2 separate regions of the Sus scrofa genome follow, and region 2 is linked to region 1. The links are chromatin contacts, called in public HiChIP or PLAC-seq maps. All regions are on one chromosome and are shown on one strand. Each heading gives the region's core, a stretch centred on a gene start, on an enhancer-like site or on the middle of the called end of the contact. The rest is flanking DNA. Distances are from core to core; before and after follow the strand shown. Region 1 has its middle 210 kb from the start of TMEM167A. Region 2 overlaps VCAN (versican).

Region 1 (2,700 bases), core at 96-2,595:
AAGCAGAGTTCCTGGAACAGTAATGACATGTGAAAAGGATGTTGAATGAATGAATGAAGCTGATGGTGATAGAACAGAACGGAGGTAATTTTATTTTGTAAGCAGCTTTTTCATTAATTCATGGGAATTCATAAGTGGAAAGCTTCTAAGTAGAGGAGTTTCAGTCCTCCTTCCTGCTTCTCTTGAGCATGGCCTGAGTACCTAGCTCACGTAGCTTCCTAGGCAGCCACTTCTATTGGATCCATGTCACTTCAGAACTAAGGCATTATAAACCCAAAGCAGGTTTTCTTGCCCCTGTTGGTCCTGACCATACCTGGAGCCTTTATTCAGCAAACAAAGCTGTGGCACATTTTCTTCTCATTGTCTTAGCATTTGAGTCTACATAAAAGTTTGGGCCTTTCAATACTCAAAAAAATGCTCTCTACACTCATAACATCTGGCCCACAGCTTTTAATAACCCACAGGATGTCTTGACATAAGTAAGCAACAGCTAATTTCATATTATGCAAGGTTTTGGTGATACTAAAAAATGAGATAATGAACATGAAAGTGCTTTGTAAGCTTTAAAATCCTATACAGATGAACTAATGATCATGATTACTACTGTGATCACTGTAGTCTTAGCTAAAACAGAAACCTCTTTGAAAAGGCTTTTCACAATCCATCCTTTTGGTTTTTTAAGAAATACTGAGCTACATGCTTCCAGGGAAATTATTTCCTGGCATTAAAATAGAAAAAGGGTTTGAAAACCCATTTATGCTTCCAAGTGCTATACTATAAAGGAGAAATGAAAAAACAAACAAAACCATTTCCTATTGACCCAGATGCACCATTTATTTCAAAGGTAGGGGATGCACCATTCTTAGTAGTTTACATTATCAGGCATATAGTATAAGCTTTGAAGTACACTTTCATTCTCATGAAGAATGAGACTGGTTCTCCCTTTATACAAACTGTCTCCTCATTCTGCTTCACAGAAACTGTCTCCTTAGGTAGGAGCCCTCACTAGGCCAAATCAACCCAGCAATATCTCAGATCACGTCAGATGCATCACAAGAGAAGTTGCCTGACCAGTGTGATTTGAAGCCTATTAGAAAGGTCCCCTAGATCTAGAGGCTTTACCTTGAAGTCTAGCCCTGGGGAGTGAATAGATTAAATAATAATCCTAATCTTCTTGAGTACTTTCAACTAACAAGCAAAAGTCACGCTGAGCAAATGGGAGTACAAAGATGTGAATATGCTTTTTTAGCATACAAATGTTCCTAGAAGGCATTAGATTATATGCTAGCTAGGAAGAGAGCTAGCTGAAGAAAGGGCAGTCTCAGAGTATTAGAAGCAGATTCTCATTTCACAATTTTGCCCTTTGCTCTTCAAGAACATTCAGTTCTCTCCCACTATCTTGAGTAATATCACCATTTCCTAACAGTCCAGATAAAGGAAAATGTAGAACAAGAATCCCTGAAAACCCATAACATACTAAATGATGCCACAGGATTCTCAGTAAGTGATATCAATTTCAAATACAACACATACTCTCATGAGAGATCATACTCCCAGAAAGAATCTAGATCATTTATTTTTAGAGAGCCAAAGCACCTTTCAAGGCTTATTTTTGCAACATCAGTTTCTCCTCTAGTTGCCCTCTAGTTATGAAGAATTGGAGTGGAAAAGAATGAAATCTATCTGGCGTAAACAGCATCCAACTAAAGAACCTTGATATTATTTACAAGCATTTGACACTGACTTGAGGTTTTACTAATGATTGGACTAGAAATTGGCATTTGTGAAGAAGCTCTTAAAAGTGTGTGTAATTTAGCTTTGGTAGTTTGCATAAAGTAGAGGTTAGATTCTGCCAGCGACCTTTCGTGAACCTCTAGGAGTGGATAGTCTTTTAGTGAAAAGGTAAAAAAATAAAGACTCCTTTTTCCTACCAAGGTGGTAATTACCCTTAAGTTTATGTAGCTCTGATGTCCGTGGGAGATCTTTATAATTTACTCCTGGGTAGGCTCTCTCTGTGAAGCTTTTTTTTTCCCTTGAGAGAAAATATTTTTTAAAACTAACATCCTTGCAAATTGGATAACTGTGGCATACAGTGAGTGGTTTGTAGCCCATTGATAGAGACTGAAATGCCTTGAACTTTAGAAAACAGCATCTGAAAGAGAGATTCAAATCCCTTTAACTAGTAAGCATTCACTTTCTAAAAAGTTCCTATTTCCAAGGCATGAAAGCACTACATTTTGAAATCCATGTAAGCCCAAGCAAGGCAAAATGTATCTCTACTTCAATGGGTTCAGTGGTGGTCGGGTCTTTCAGAAAATGACTTTTGGGGAGGGCTGTCTGCAAATCCCCAAAAGAGCTGGTCCTTCAGTCAATATCACAGGGTTCCTCTGCCATCACAGTAATTATACATGTTGCCAATCCAATGAAGACTGTACAGGGAAAAGATGAGTATTCACTGTAGCCAGTTCACTTTAGAGTTAGTGGTAAGTTCTGTGAGAAAGCTTCATCCCGCAACTTTCCCATCCTCCTGGAAGCAGGGGTTGGGGGTGGGGAGCTTGGTGGTTAGCCAGAAACATGCAAACCTATCAATATAATTCATGCTGCTTAAGGTTTCAAAAAAACAGATATTTCCCAAGCCAGGGTAGATTAGCCTTTGGCATTGGAACTCTAGATTATTTATTCACTCAGGCACATCTATAC
Region 2 (2,700 bases), core at 173-2,672, 650 kb after region 1:
AAGTAATGTCTTCAAAGACGCCAAGTTAAACCATCCAAGTTAAATACACATTAAAGCTGGCGAACTTAAACAAACATTTCTTATCTAGCCTCTCTACTATTAGCTGACTTTTAAGTTCCTTCTTTAACCTATTGTTAAATGAATGACCAGTCTGAAGTGTTCCCCCCATCTGTTTTCCAGTGTCTATGACCTTCCTGTCCCCTTGTTCTCAACTAGGGTTACTCCCTTTTTCATTCTGCAACATCTTCCTCTAGCCTTCAGTATAAAATTCTGTAATAATTAGTGGGGCATACCAAGCCCATCGGCCACTTCCCAAGGTGTGTCATCTCAAAATACTTGCAGTTCATGGAATAAGCCATGACGTTTTTCACTTCTCCCAGGGTTGCATCCATTAGCCCTTAGAATGTTTAGAATACTTAGAATGCTACGCTAATTTCTTACCCTCTTACCCTAATTTCATTTGATTTGTGTTTGAATACCTTGCTTAGTTGAGTCTTCTTCTTCCAGGAAGCCTTCCTAGCTGGATGTGACTGAAAGCTCCTACAGAGCCCTTTTGGTGACCTCTTCCCATTCTACCACTGACCCCTGTGGTGTTAATTTCCTGACCCTGAGCTTTCTGAGGCAGGAATTAACTTCCATCTCCATTTTTTCAGCACCTAGCAGAGTGGTTGACAAAAAGAGATATGTGAATGATAATCAATATCCATACATTGCTCAACCGACTCACTCTGTTACCTTTTGAATCTTGAAATGACCAAATAAGTCTTTTGGATGAATCTCTATATGACAGTTCTTGTTTATCTAAATTAATATTTTATTTATGGGATGATATGAGAAAAAGAATGTATAGACAACTGGGTCACTTTGCTGTACAGCAAAAATTGATATAACATTGTAAACTATACTTTAATTAAGAAAAGTAATTTAAAGTTGTATCAGTAGGAAAAACAATAAAACATAATAGGTGGCATTTCAAATAGGATGAAAAGAAAAAAAATGTTTCTCAGAAACTAAAATATGTAACTGAGCATAATGCATCTTACAAAAGTTATTAACCCAAAGGAAAACAGATGTTCCTACTGGAAATGATGATACATTTGTCCATGTGGTTGTCCCAAGAACATATACGCTTTGTGAAGAAGAAAGCAAACTTTTTGAAGGTTTGAGTTATATCAGGGCATATTTTTCATGCAATTTTAGGAAACTGACAGTTACTCAGATCTTTAGCTTTAAAAAAAACCTCATCATCCAAATGCAAAATCCAAAAGGAAACCTCACTCCTGAATGTTATCAGTTCGTTTCATTTTTTAATAGATTGCTTGACTCAGGGTGACTTGGTTGCCTAAGGTTAGACAGGGCTTCCTTCATTCATCCACTGTCTTGAGTCTGTTCTTTCAAGCACGGAGGAAGCCAGACATTAGGGAACACTATGCAATCATTTATGTTTCCCCATCTATATGCATCCTGTCAAAATCATTTTCACTATAGTCTATGGTCTTTTCAGCTACAGACTATAGGGTGTCCATGGACAGCACAGTTAGGAAGGTACTAGAAACTGTTAGGGATCTTAATCACACTACTTTTTCTAACACACCACCCTAACCAATGGTTTAGAGTAAATCTGTGGAGCTCAGAAATTTTAAAACTTGCTCCCTTCTCTCTCTGACCCCCAGGAATAAAATTCTCACAGGGGGAATTTTCCTGTGGCCTGTGTTGCTCCTTTCTGGCTTCTCTTAAGTGAGTTCCTGTAGCACTGTCAAAGCTCACCCCTCACCACTGGGACCGGATGCTTCAGTGGATCAGATGCAGTTACTTCAAAGGAAATGTCACCTTAGATTGCGTTGTCCAGAGGTTGAGGGTTGAATAGAACTGACAATCCAGTTCCCTTTTTAACATGTTGAAGAGCTTTAAAAACATTTGATTTGTAAGAAAAAAAAAAAATCCTAACTTTATCCTTATACATTTAAAAAAAATTTTTTTTCTACATCTTTCACATTTTCCTTCTGTCATCTCTGTTTGTGAGCACTCCATGTCACCCTGGGCAAGGCTGCTGGCTTGTCACCTTCCTGGAAAGTAGTCATAGCCTCTGACTCTCCTGCATCCTGTTTGGGGAAAACAGAGAGATATCCTTTCCTCCTTTCCTCTGCATTTGTCTAAATCCAGTCAGAAAGTTCTCAACAAGTTACTCATTCACAGATCCAGAAATGTTTTCTTTTCTAGCTCTAACTAACTTCTCTTGCCCCTTGATAATTACGATGAAGGTAGATTACAAAGGCTACAAAGGCTAGTTGATAGCCTTTTGTGCTTAAGTCCTACTTGAAAAAAATATTTCTGGGAGGTAACTGAGTTTTTTTTCATTTTGATAAACATGATCCAGCATTGGCAAACAGGTATACTTACCCACTTGCCCTCCTGGTCATGATGCAGAATTGATGCAGGAAAATTACCCACCTGCTAGTGGATTTGACTTTAAATCCTGACACCCCCCTCCCAGCCCTTTTCTTAAATAAACACATCAGCCTGTCAAGCAAAGTATTGTGAGAAAAAAAAAAAAACAGCTTTTAAAACCAATAGAAACAATAAAGAAATAGCCCTTAACCCAGGAAGAAACACTTAAAAGGAACAGAGAAAAGGAGTAACAAATCGCAGGTCATAAACCATTATTCTCTTTTCTGCAGGAATGTATCATTATTACCCTTT

What was found. HiChIP or PLAC-seq counts read pairs in DNA pulled down with a chosen protein or histone mark.
Region 2: a contact with region 1 is called in an H3K27ac HiChIP or PLAC-seq map of alveolar macrophages. The contact joins two enhancer-like sites. A contact is called at or near these places in 1 of 47 Hi-C or Micro-C datasets (epiblast stem cells) and 2 of 2 datasets of contacts at active chromatin or transcription factors (alveolar macrophages and skeletal muscle).

The regions. Positions count from the first base shown.
Region 1 is chr2:91,142,901-91,145,600 of Sscrofa11.1, forward strand. No RefSeq gene overlaps it. Among named protein-coding and RNA genes, the nearest start is that of TMEM167A, 210 kb to the right of the region's middle. Within about 2 kb of position 1,346, at least 3 of the 83 cell types and tissues checked have an H3K27ac peak or open chromatin away from gene starts, as enhancers often do. A contact at or near this core is called in alveolar macrophages, where this site is marked.
Region 2 is chr2:91,789,074-91,791,773 of Sscrofa11.1, forward strand. All of the region lies in intron 12 of VCAN (versican), which reads left to right. Among named protein-coding and RNA genes, the nearest start is that of VCAN, 91 kb to the left of the region's middle. Within about 2 kb of position 1,423, at least 7 of the 83 cell types and tissues checked have an H3K27ac peak or open chromatin away from gene starts, as enhancers often do. A contact at or near this core is called in alveolar macrophages, where this site is marked.